Linked DNA regions of Bicyclus anynana: region 2 is linked to region 1. Evidence: chromatin contacts called from public Hi-C data. All regions are on one chromosome and are shown on one strand. Each heading gives the region's core, a stretch centred on a gene start, on an enhancer-like site or on the middle of the called end of the contact. The rest is flanking DNA. Distances are from core to core; before and after follow the strand shown.

Evidence for each region. Hi-C and Micro-C count contacts between places; a contact is called where the count stands out from the background.
Region 2: a Hi-C map of whole body shows a contact between it and region 1, with 3 times the contacts expected there. The contact joins the promoter of LOC112050279 here to the promoter of LOC112050653 in region 1. A contact is called at or near these places in 2 of 2 Hi-C or Micro-C datasets (whole body and whole larva).

The regions. Positions count from the first base shown.
Region 1 is chr10:2,536,702-2,543,533 of ilBicAnyn1.1, reverse strand. LOC112050653 reads right to left here and starts at 4,942. Exons shown (of 3, transcript XM_052884000.1): 1 at 4,927-4,942; 2 at 4,360-4,518; 3 at 1-2,931. The coding sequence starts at 4,942. The coding sequence ends at 2,702.
Region 2 is chr10:2,672,172-2,679,000 of ilBicAnyn1.1, reverse strand. It overlaps LOC112050279, which reads right to left and starts at 4,624. Exons shown (of 5, transcript XM_024088518.2): 1 at 3,607-4,624; 2 at 2,953-3,312; 3 at 1,667-1,951; 4 at 722-883. The coding sequence starts at 3,640.

The DNA of each region.
Region 1 (6,832 bases), core at 3,693-6,192:
AACTGTACAGTTTTTAATGTACAGTTAAAACTGACAGGACTACACACGGACGATTTAATTGAACAGTTCAAGTGTTCGGTTAAAATAAATTTCTGTAGCGTGAATTAGTTAAGTATACAGAGTACGTTTACCACAAAACTCGCAGTCAGTATAATTTAAAATAAACATGTTTCTGATTTACTGCTTTGATGCTTCTTCAAATCTTTTCAAAATTTTACGCGCCTATACAAGTGTACACCCACTAAAAGCAAAGCGAAATATCTATACTACAGTCACTTTGTGACATCTAAAGGAATACTGTAACGTAGGAGACGCTAACAATTTAACACATAAAATCCTAAGCTCTTATTTACATTACAACATAAATGGCAGCATTATGGTAGGCGTCAACATCATCGTAAGTATCGGACGCATCGTATCAAACGGGTCGTAGTATTATTTGTATAATAAGTCACACAAGTGCGTCTACGGATCCGTATTGTATGGATCGCATGAATCTACCGTAAAAATAAAAATCCGTTTAATGCGATGCGTCCCATACTTACGATGAGAATATGCGGACGCTCATCTTTAAACAAAGATCCAAATAAGTAAGTAAATACGTTCAAAGTAAACACAAACACAAAATACTAGAATACTAAGTATATATAAGTACTTACTTTGATACAAACCCGAAATTAAAGAATAAAATCCAGTTTTACCTCCAAATTCATTGCAAATACACCAAACTATTGGTAGATTGCAATATGACAAGATTTTTCAGCAGTCTGATTGGTTAAACCTACTTGATGCGTTTAATGTGGTTTGAATTTCTTAGTACTTTTTGCGATCTTAACCTATGCAGATACTACTACAGTTAACGCAATTGTGACGTTAAGTTTAAAACGTAGATGTTATAAATTTAAAGCCACACTGATGCGATCAACCTAGCGTTCTGCAGAACGAAAAACGTCTGCGTTCAACTAAAGCTCGGGTTGCATCGATTATAAACGCAATCTTACTACCGCAAGCTTCAATGTATTAATGATTAATTAATTACACTTGAAGATATTAATTGAATGCCTTAATATAGAGAATATGAGTCTGGCTTATTGTAACTTTTCGAGATACGGTGACATAAGAATGATAAAATTGTTTACTAAATGCCTATAATAAACATACAGCAAAATGAAATCTACCCATCGTACAAGCTAATGGAATATAAATAAAGTTTATTATTTTAGTTACATAACCTATAAGGTTTTAATCTTAATCTAATACCTACTTAATTTCATATTAAATGAGAGGGCAATTGATTATATCAATAAAATAGATCTTATTTCCTAACGCGAGCTAACCTATGTCTTTCTGTATATTTAAAATTCGCCTACATTAATGCTATATTTATAAGGGGTTCGTGATACATTTTGTCTACTTTTGTAAGTCGGTTAGACTTTGGATAGAGTGACAAGGTGACTAGACTGATAGAGCTTTGGTGTGTAAAACTGAAGGTTTTTTAATAAAACGTTCTTTATGCGGTTTATTAGTTTAGTTTGCACAGTTTTAACTGTAGTTCTATGTAATAGGAATATTATTAATAATATGTAAACTGTACAGTTTTCAGTGTACAGTTTTGCCTACGCAAAGACATTTTATTTGTACAGTTAAAACTGCATTGGGTAGCCCCCATTAACTTCAGTCTATACACACAAACGCGTTTGGTGTGTCATGTTACCACTACATCCAAATTCAAACTGACTTTCTGTAACAGATTAACTATCATGAAAACATGATTATATAATGATTTATTTATTTTGCTATCATCCGCGAAAAGTCGACGAACCCATGCGACAACGTCACCCAGGTCCGACAAAACACTCTCTAAGTACGTTTCACCCCGAAACCGGAGCATCCTCAGGAGATGTTGACTCTACAACGTGCAATTGCAAAGTGTCGTTTTCGACCTTTGCTTCGTCTTTTATAGACCAAAGAAAACAAATTGACCATTCGTAACAAGAAACTCTTGAGTACCTAGACTTATAGCAAAAACATTACACGTTTACCCAAAGCCAAAAAATTCATTCACAAATCTTTAAAATCAGCATAATTCTAATATTAAAAACAGACTCACCAACGCAGGACTAGCTAATTTTAAATATAAGTTCTACATTACAAACAATATTGTTGTTATTTTGTGTTGTTGCTTAAATCAACAACAAAATATTAGTTATTAGTATTACAGATTAAGTACTTACATACTAGAAATTATTAAGGCTCTATTCTCATAAAGTTACACGACAAATTATTATCAACCTTTATTTAACGAGTTTCGTACTTATCAAAAGTACCAATCCAGCATTGCTGATTGATCATTGTTTATTATTTTAGCGCAAAATCCCAAAAAAAACTAATAAAACACAAGACATATTACAAGTATTAATTAAAAAAAAATAGATATAGATATATTTATTACGTTTGTTTAAATGAAACATTATGATATTTAGAATGAAATCCAAAACCGAAAAATTAATAAAACTAGTCCTCTTGAAGATACGTTGAAAAATAAAAGAGGACATAAATTTCATATTTATTTGGAAAAAAAGGAAGATTGCGCGCAATGAAGTATTATTATATTATTTTCTGAACGTATTTAATCTTTACTGGCATTATTGTAGCTTTCAACAGATGTAATGATTGGCAATGCTGGATTGAAACTCGTATATCAGTCGTTGAAGTTATACTTAGTGTAATTGTCGTCGTGATTGTGGAAGCCCTTGTGTTTGATGTAACGACCCTCGACGGTTGTCTGGACGCAGCTGTTGCAGCCGAGCCGCTTGCGGTCCCTGCACGTCCAGTTTATGGTGTTCTGGTAGCGATTGTTGATCCAATACTTGTTGTCCTTGAATATTAGGACCATGCTTCCCGTTCTGTGCGACGGCAGATAGTATATGCCTGAAAAATAACCTCCAGTTTATTATTGGTGTAAGAAAACACATACCTACAGATCCACTGAAAAAAAAATATTTTTAAACACCATGCAACAATTACAGAACATTATCATTATGGAATATAAGATTTCGAATATCATACTCTAAATCTTTTTATTCTATAAATAAAGGGATTTAGAGTATAAATCCCTTTATTTATAGAACAAAATTAAATATAAATAGTTACTGTTTCGATTAATTTAGAAATACTTAATCGAGTTGTAACTACACGGTAAAATATTTGACCTGAAATAAATCATATTACTTAGTTATTACAAATACAACTTTGACAAACACAAATAATTGCAAGGTTATTGTATTTGATACAGCAATACCTTGTTATCTTTAGAATAAAGACAGTCTTTACCTCTCCTGTAAATTTTAGCTAATCTTATCAGCTTAGAATTTTTCCAGCCTGCTTGTGAATATTTGTATGTATCATTTCCTTTCTATTTCTTTGAGTTCTTCCACGTAATATAATAAGACCTGACTGAGTACTGTGAAAAAAGATACTTAACATAGATGCAAATGGTGAACACACAAAGAAAACTCATTGCAATATTGTGGCGGGGTATAACATAGCTGCGCGCTTTTTAAATATATTTTCTTTCTTTCTTCTTTCTTTCTTTTATTACTTCGCACAGTACTCGATGATTTGAAAACTATCAAACATTGTATACCCGGACACAACAGCGTCAGGTTAAGGACTATTTTTCATGAATACGTTTTTGAATGTCTACTACAACAATTTTTATTTTCGATAAACATAGTGACATTAATAACTTTAATGACTAAACACACAGTAGGTACTTATAATCGTGGATACTCTCATAAAATCAATTAATGCACACTTTTAATGTGAGATAATTTCAGCCAATATAGTATTTTTTGGGTAAGAATGCACAAAAAATATCGAAAATTGGCTGTGTGAAGATTGTATTACAGATTTAGAAATCAAAGTGACATATTTCTTTTATGTTGTCCATGTAAAACCCGCTCAAAGGATCAGGGAGTAAGGGATGAACAATAAAACCATGAAATAAATAAAATTACACATTTATCTGAATACTGTATTCTAAAATATCGTCAATATTTATTCCATCTACAAAACTAGCAGGTCCCTACCACAGAAACATGCTCCCAAAGACACATCAATATAAATATAATCCCTAATAAGTACATTTTCAATAACATCACATGATCTGGATTTTTAAACAATAAACATAAAAAGAAACTATACAAAAATAAGTATATCAACATGAGAGTCATTTAAGCGATTGCCTGAAAATGTCTTTTTCCCTAATGAATCTGCCGTCGTGGCATTGGCGTAAACGTGGTGGCTCGTGGATATGTTTCCCTCGAAATATAGAGATGTAGTCGCGGCCGTCAAAGCCTTTGTAGGTTATGACGTCAGCCCTGCATCCGTGCACATCCCTCGAGGAGCAGTACCATTGCTTCTTCCCGTGTGCTTGGTGGTTCTTCATATAAAATGTAAACCCGTTCAGTATGAGTAGTCCGGCCCCCGTCCGACCCGGTATGAACTGCGCAGGCACTGATGAGAAAAACCACACAATTACCTTATGTTTTCATGGGGAATAAAACACCATATCTTATTTCTAAAATTTCTTTATTTATATATGGCAATACAGCTGAATATATTTCAAGCATATGCCCATAATCACCCAATGGCATATACCTGTAAATATTGTCAACTGCAATGCTTTACTTGAAATATTAAGGTGCAATCAGTTGGTTTAGGACATCAAGGAAGGATTAAGGTAAATAATTTCAACAAGCCGTCCCAAATATATTTATTTCGCCCATTCGTCGCCCTTTATTTATTTTTCAAAAAAACAACAAGTACAGTAATCTTCTTTCAGTCATCTATAAACTTAAAATAGAAACACATTAGTAAATAACAAGGTAAAAAATACTTATAAAAATAAGACATTTTCCTAACAAGGTAATGGCACCATGATTGTTTAAACAAAATAACAAATTTAAAGACATCCAAAATTACCTAGTGTTAGGCAAACATTCTAGAAATTACTTAATTAATACATGAAAAATATAGTTATATGATTAAAATAAAGAGGTAAAACCAGTATTCAACATATTACTAGCTATTGAGGTAAAAAGAGATCTCAAACTTTATTAAATAGCAAAAAAAAAACAACTAAGATCTGTTCAACATTTTTAATTTGTTTGATTCCAGTGTTAAGTTTCAAATTAGGATTTGAACTTAACAATCTGATTTTCATAGTAGAAAATTGCTGACAATGCTAAAGAGAATGCATCTCTTTTACATAATTACAAAACTGATTTTGATGAAAGTAATCCTATACCATATATGAATTGGATTTGGTCTGATGCTATGTTTTAAAGCTGCATTACAACCAAACTTGTTTTGATTAAAATTTATCTCAACTTTCAACTTTCAGAGTATTCAAAATTCTACATAATCTTTCACAACTATTACGACCTATAATCACACATCAGGGAATCGAACCCCAAAGTTGACCACACAACTATTATCAACTATAGTCACACATCAGTGAACCGAACCTCAAAGTTGAACTCACAACTATTATCAACTATAATCATACATCAGGGAATCGAACCCCAAAGTAGAACACAAATATAATCATATATCAGGGAATCGAACCCCAAAGTTGAAATCACAACTATTATCAACTATAATCACACGTCAGGGAATCGAACCCCAAAGTTGAACACACAACTATAATCACACATCAGGGCATCAAACCCCAAAGTGGAACACACAACTATTATCAACTATAGTCACACATCAGTGAATCGAACCTTAAAGTTGAACTCACAACTATTATCAACTATAATCATACATCAGGGAATCGAACCCCAAAGTAGAACACAAATATAATCACATATCAGGATATCGAACCCCAAAGTTGAAATCACAACTATTATCAACTATAATCACACGTCAGGGAACCGAACCCCAAAGTTGAACACACAACTATAATCACACATCAGGGAATCGAACCCCAAAGTGAAACACACAACTATTATCAACTATAATCACTCGTCAGGGAATCAAACCCCAAAGTTGAACACATAACTATAATCACACATCAGGGAATCAAACCCCAAAGTTGAACTTACAATTATTATCAACAATAATCACACATCAGGGAATCGAACCCCAAAGTTAACCACACAACTATTATTAACTATAATCACATATTAGGGAATCGAACCCCAAAGTTTAACACACAACTATAAACACACATCAAGGAATCAAACCCCGAAGTTGAACACACAACTATAATCACACATCGGGGAATCGAACCTCAAAGTTGAATTCACAACTATTATCAACTATAATAACACATCAGGGAATCAAACCCCTAAGTCAAACAAACAACTATAATTACACATCAGGGTATCGAACCCCAAAGTTGAACACACAACTATAAACACATATCAGGGAATTGAACCCCGAAGTTGAACACATAACTATAATCACACATCAGGGAATCGAACCCCAAAGTTGAACTCACAATTATTATCACAATAATCACACATCAGGGAATCGAACCCCAAAGTTGACCACACAACTATTATTAACTATAATCACATATCAGGGAATCAAACCCCAAAGTTTAACACACAACTATAAACACACATCAAGGAATCAAACCCCGAAGTTGAACACACAACTATAATCACACATCGGGGAATCAAACCTCAAAGTTGGTCTCACAACTATTATCAACTATAATAACACATCAGGGAATCGAACCCCAAAGTTGACCACACAACTATTATTAACTATAATCACATATCAGGGAATCGAACCCCAAAGTTTAACACACAACTATAAA
Region 2 (6,829 bases), core at 3,375-5,874, 140 kb before region 1:
GCCTCCCTCCTAACAGGAAAAGGGAAAGCTTAGACTCAAATGTGGGTAGGCAGAATGGGACAGGTATACCAGAGTTCTGAAGGTAGGAGAGGTTTTTAGCCGGTAGGAGTCCGGCACTACTCAAAGGGGTGTCCATTAGGATTTTCCCCCCTAGAGAAAAAAAATTGATATCTCCTGAGGATGTTCGCTTTCGGAGTGACACATGATTTAAGGTAATTTTCATGGCATATGGGTGTAGTTTAAAACGTCTCCTTCGTTTAATTAATACACAGGCATTTTTTTTCGAATATCTTAGCAATACATGGATTTACCGTGCGGGTGCCGGGTCCATCGTGTGGCAGAGATAAAATCTCCTATCAGAGTCATGGACTTGTGACCACTGGATGTAGGGTTAAGGAATTCCATGACAATCGATCAACACTCCCATTCTCCACTCGTGTTGTTCTCCCTGCTTAGCCAAGTAAGTGGAAAACCTAACACCCTAAATCTCTGGAGGATATACTTGAAACATCTAGAGGACCGACCTTACATACGGAACACACGGATCGCCCATATTTGCTACTGCAATGTCATAGTTAGTTAGTCATATTTTTTTTAAATCTCGTGTCACTGTGTTAGTTGCCATACTCCTCAGAAACGGTATGACTGAATCTGACGAAGTTTTATCGTATTTGTTAGGTCTGAAAAGTAGTAGTAAGGAAAGTAAACAAGCCTCACTCACCAGAAGTTTTGTTGTGCACCATCTTGAGGTGTCGGTTCATGTTGCCGGTGGCGTTGCCGCCGTGGCAGATGTTGCGACGGCACAGCCGGCACTGTGCCAGCGTGCCCGACACGTGCTTGAAGTACGACCAGATCCAGCTGCGGCGCTGCTGTTTCATTAGACCTGGTACACATTTAGAATAAGTTTTGACGGCCTCAGTGACGCATTGGTATGCGCGGTGATGGCCCCGGCTGGGCCGATTTCTTAAATGGTCCAGGTCTGGCTGGTGGGATACCACCCTACAAAGACGTACTGCTAAGCGATTTAGCGTTCCGGTATGATGTCGTGTACAAACCGAAAGTGGAGTGGATTTTCATCCTCCTCGTCCTCGCGATTCGTTGAGCTATGTCTGTGTCTTATCGGATAGCATTTTTACTGTGTTTATTTCATTTATCTTATATAACTAGCGGATGCCCGAGACTTCGTCCGCCCTTAATCTTCTTTAATCCGGCTTTAAGTGCAAAATCCGTTCTCAGTTACCTACTAACTATAAACTACTTCCCTGTTAAATTTCAGTTTTGTACATTAAGCCGATTATGAGATTTCGTGATGAATGACCTTTGGCTTTTATATTTTAAGATACTTAAATAAACTTTTAATCTCTTAACCTTTTTTTTTAAAACCAAAAACGTAGTACAACAAAGTTCTAACCCTCCTTTAGCTTGTAGCTTTTGAATCTAGCCCAGTAAGGCCCAGTGATATCTGCTTCACAGGGCATGCAAGGAACCCAGCCTACAAGTGTCTATCAACCTGAATCATATGTATTAAGCCTTATTTGCCTGTAATTACAATGGAAGCCATTGCCTTCAGACTGAAACAGCAGTGCTGGCAGAAATAATGGCAGTATTTATTCACCACAAGATCTCTGTATGTTCAGAGTAACTAAAAGCAGATTGAGAAACTTACTTAGTGTATCATCCCTTATGGTGTTATCCTCATTGTCATCCTTTTTCATTGTCCAATCCATATCCTTTGGGTCCATGATTTCAATGTCAGATTTTATACTATCATCATGTTTAGTTTCAATTTCTGCTTTGTATATGCTTGGGTGCCTCGTACGGACATGACGGTTCATGTTATTGGTATTGCACCCCTTTATAGACAATACAACATTGCAAAGGTTGCATCGGTAAATAATATTGGTTAATTTGTCAAAATACTTCCACACCCAACTTCTTTTTCTACTAAATTCTGTAAATAAAAAAATTTTGCAACTTCAACCCGTTAAAGATTATAATATTTATATTGTAAAAACAAGTAATCGGTAATCAGTAGAAAAACAAACATTAAAGATTTTTGTCATTTTATACAAAAATAAAAAATAACCAAAAAATTATCTTATAAAATGTTTTTCGTGCATATGGTGACAGTATCATGATGTTCATAGTATGTACTATTATTGTGAATCGCGACAAACTTTCTAGAGTGAAACAAACTGTCACTGTACACATGCTATCTGAAAAACACTATAGTAACTTATTAATGCTTCATTAAGAGTTTCAATAACTGAATTGATAAAATCATAATAAATCTAAAATAAAATTATATCTACAGAAGCAAAATCAACATTGCTTTACAAAATATTACCTACTCAGTTCATATCAGAACAGTAAAATGTAACTACATACTTGTATTACTGTGAAGAAAACAACAAAACAGGGTAAATTTCATGAGGATTTAGAGAGAGAATGTGCTGCCTCCCATAACTGGAAGGAACATTCCTTACCTTATATCCGTGACCTCTAAAATCTTAAAATCAAAACTTATAAAGTATTAGTACCTTATTTGTACTATACTGTTTTAGAAATGTAAAATAATATTTAATGGACATTAACTAATGATAATTTTCAATAAGTTTCTTATTTAAAATATTAAATATAAAAAATAAGTAAAAAAAGTATACAAGATTTTAGTCAGTGGCAGATTTACAGATATGCTAATAGGCTATTAAATTTTACTTTCCTCTAAAATCTGATACTGTAGTTCGCATATTTATTACATACTTTCAATAACTTTGCATATTTAATATTTTAGTAGAAGAAGCAAAAGTAAATTTTTCACTTTGTAATACAAAACTATTTAGGTCAAAATTGCCACCCTAGGCTGCAGCTTACTTAGCCTACTGGCAAATCCACCACTGATTATAGTTCATATATGTAAACTATAAAACAAACAAGAAACAGAATTTTTACCACAGCTTATTTTGTTCTTTTTCTTGGAAGGCACCAGCATTATGTTATAATCTGCGTTTGTTTTCTGTTCAACTTTGATAATATCGCTCGAAACCTCACAAAACTGTTCCACCATCACAGGCTGCTTTGGGTTATCCTTTTCATTCAAATCTAAGAATTCTATTTGAAATCCCACTGCCGCATCCTGGTCTTCCTTCCGCCAGTCTTTATGGAGATCATATATCTCTTTATGTACATTTTTAATGTGCTGCAGATGTTCGGTAGCGTTGACATCTGTTTTAATGGCATCTTCACATATATTACATCTATATTCATTGTTACTGACTTTCAAAAAGTATATCAGTACCCATTCTGGTAGACCTGCAATTAATAAAATACTGTAATAGTTGAACACAGATAAACTAAAATCAAATTAGGTACATATTATTTAAATTAAATAATAATAAAAAATGTTGGGAAGAAAATAAAAGTACTTGTTGTATGTAATAATATTTTAATATAATCAGTTTTAAATATGTCCTAATACATCCAGCATTGGGGTAAATGCTTAGATATACAAGGCTTAAGGAAAATAATGAATTGTTAAAAATGAAATACTCTGTTTATTTTCAAGAACATTTATATTTTAATAACTAAAAATGATGAGGTCATAACCATTATTAGATTGTTCTTTTCCTTGAATTAACATATTTCAAAACCACAAAATGAAAAAAATGCTCTCTATGTTGACACTTTTAGTCATTGTAATACCTAGTACTTTCGAAATGTGGATATTATTTCGTTTAAGTATCAACTTTTTAATCCAACCCATTGATTTGTTAACTCTGGAACTCTAGCTAAAAAGAAGACTTGACATACAAATGTGAGAATCAAACGACAAAAATCTTTTTCAAAACAAAAATACATGATCATAATATTGGGCAGACAACCTAACGCAGAATTTTTATATTAGATCCTACGGTGGAAAAACTAAATCAATAAATACACTATGTAAGTAGAAATATTTAGTAAGTTTCAATTAATAAGTAAATGCTTTGTGGTTAAATTAAAATAATAAACAAAACTTGGATTGCATTTGGTTTTGATCCCAAAATTGCAACATGTCAAATGTCAAAGTGACATTTTGACAGCATCAAAAACAATAGACAGACACTCGATACAGTCTAATAACGTAACGTCCAATTGCAAATGATAAAAAAAATATATAATTTATTAAGTCTGCCAAAAAAGGTCTTAATTAAAATTTGACACCTCAGCTTAATACACAATTGCACAATGCTTTGATATCTTTTATATTATCATAAATACCTGAGTTTAATTTTAATTCCTGAACGTTCTTTTTAGCGCAACTTGTCATTGTCAAAATGACAACAATGGACAAGTGAACCAAGAAAAACAACAAAAGCAGTTTGCAATTTTTTTGTTGTTTTGATTTGACATGTTGATTACTTCTTTAACCATTTGTGTTGTTGGTTAAAAACTTTAAATAAAAACTATCTTCCAATGCTTGTATTATTAATTATATTCAAATAACCTATTTAAGTACTTTTTCTCATAAAGAGTGTTAACTATATGCAATCCAAAATACATATAATAGAATCTATCGTGTTCGCATTTATGGTAGAATTTAGGAGTTACTTACCGTGCTCCAAACAATTGATAACTTTAAACTTGCAGGTGACGAGTTAGTTCAGTGTGTGCCAACAAAGAAAGGGCATCATATTCTTTATAAAGGATACACGTATGTGTTTAAAAGCAGGCTGCAGTGTGGTGCTGAACAGTGGTGTTGCTCTTCCAGGCAGAAGACTGGTTGTATATCTGTTATAAATATGCAAGCCTATGGTGTTGAGGTGGTAAGAGATTTCCATAACCATAAGAAACCTTTGTTCACTGATTAGGACATGTACATTCAGAGATTAAACCTAATCAAAGTGCAACGTAAACCACAGTTGGTTTTTCTGTCCACTGGTACATTATAATATGATACTAGAGAAAAAGAAATATGAATGTACCTACACTAAATTCTCAAGTATCAGTTGTCAATATAAATTGTACACAAACACAATGTTACAGGAAGTAAAAATGTTCCTTGTCAATGTAACTTACTAACATAAATAAGCTTATATGAATGCTCGATAGCCTCTCTAAAACTCTGGTTTGACCAATTTAAATATTTTTTTATTGAGTGTAAGAATTTGGAATTGAGAAAATAATGTAAGCACTGGGAAAAACTCAGCAATTTTAGGTGGTGTGACGTCCAATGTGTCAGTTTGTAAGTAAAATTAATCAGAGTGGAAGTTTTCAACTAGGCATTCAGATCAACAAATCTACATTCTGGTATATTATGCTGCAAAAAAAAAAAAAGGCAACCTCTGGCCTTTTTTGGGTAGAACAAGTTTTTACCTCTTCCAAGTAAACCTGTGTTTTTATCATAGTGTTGTATTACTAGTATCTTCACTTAACATCAGTGATGCTGACATGCAGCCAACGAGATGATCTTGTGGAGAGAAATAAATAAAATTTAACCAATGGTGCTGCAACTGGGCCGCTATCTCTATCATAGTGTTAGTACGAAAGATGGTACTGGGGAAACTCCAATACCATTGTATGAGATTTTGTCTATATTTCTCTTTACTGGTTGCATGTTGGCACTGCAAGTGCTCTTGCAGTCTAGGGCTGCAATCTTACCTGTGCAACCTATCATTTAATAAAAAAAAATTACCTTTGGCTTGTTCTCTAATATTTACTGTTCTTTTTTTTATGGTAAATAGGCTAATACTCAAGTTTGACGTGCCTAGAAAATGTCTATTCACTCTGGCCTTGGCCTTTTAAATAAATGTTTTGTGACATTGAACATAATTTGATGTTACAATAACAGATGTTTTTTCTTTATTCATTTGTTGATAGTAAGAAAGAAAGAAAACTTTACACAATGTATAACTGTCTGTGACACTAAACAAAATGGATTTACAGCTCAGCATGTATTGCATGCTATGCATTGCATTTTAAAATATTGTTTTTTATTAATATTCCATTTATTTGTTTTCTCTATTACTTCTACATAAGTTATAAATGGTATTGTTCTTTAATTATTTATTAGTATTAAAAGTAATATTATTAACTGCCATTTGTTTAAAATCCTAAATAAAGAAAATATATTATTAAAAAAAATTAACTTTTGTTTCATTAAATACCTACCATACCTACTTTTTTACTTTGAGTTAATCAGACTAGATTTAACTATCTACAACTGAAATGATACTGACCAGCAAACTGATGGATGGATGGCAGTAGATCAGTACACTAAGATACCTACTGTATTGATCATCATCCGAATCAGATTTGATCATTAAAGGAAAATAAAACTAAATTACACATTTTATTGTTTGACTAGTTTTTATTCTTACAAACATCAATTACACAAAGATATTTTATTTTTTGAATAATATAATTTTATTTGGCAATATATCCCTTGATCACTACCACAATAGAGGTACTTTATATTATAATATGTAATACACAACCACAGGAGACGTATGAAAGTGTTACTTTGTTAAGAGGTAGACAGGTTATTTTTTTATAATGAACATCGGTAACAATATCACTAATACAATACTTGTCAAGTATACAATTTAGGTACATTTACAATGATGCTAATGCTATAAGGTATTGCAAACAAAAACACAGACAAAATTAAGAAGAATTGACAGGTCTAAGGAAGCCATACCAGATGTACTGTATCGCACACTTGGACGGTAGATGCAAAAATACACTTGCCTACCCTGAGGACATTATGACCCTGGAACTTACCACAAGCTCTTAAATTCGTACAAAAAAGCTTAAGTACCACAGGATTGTGTACAATACTGCATATATT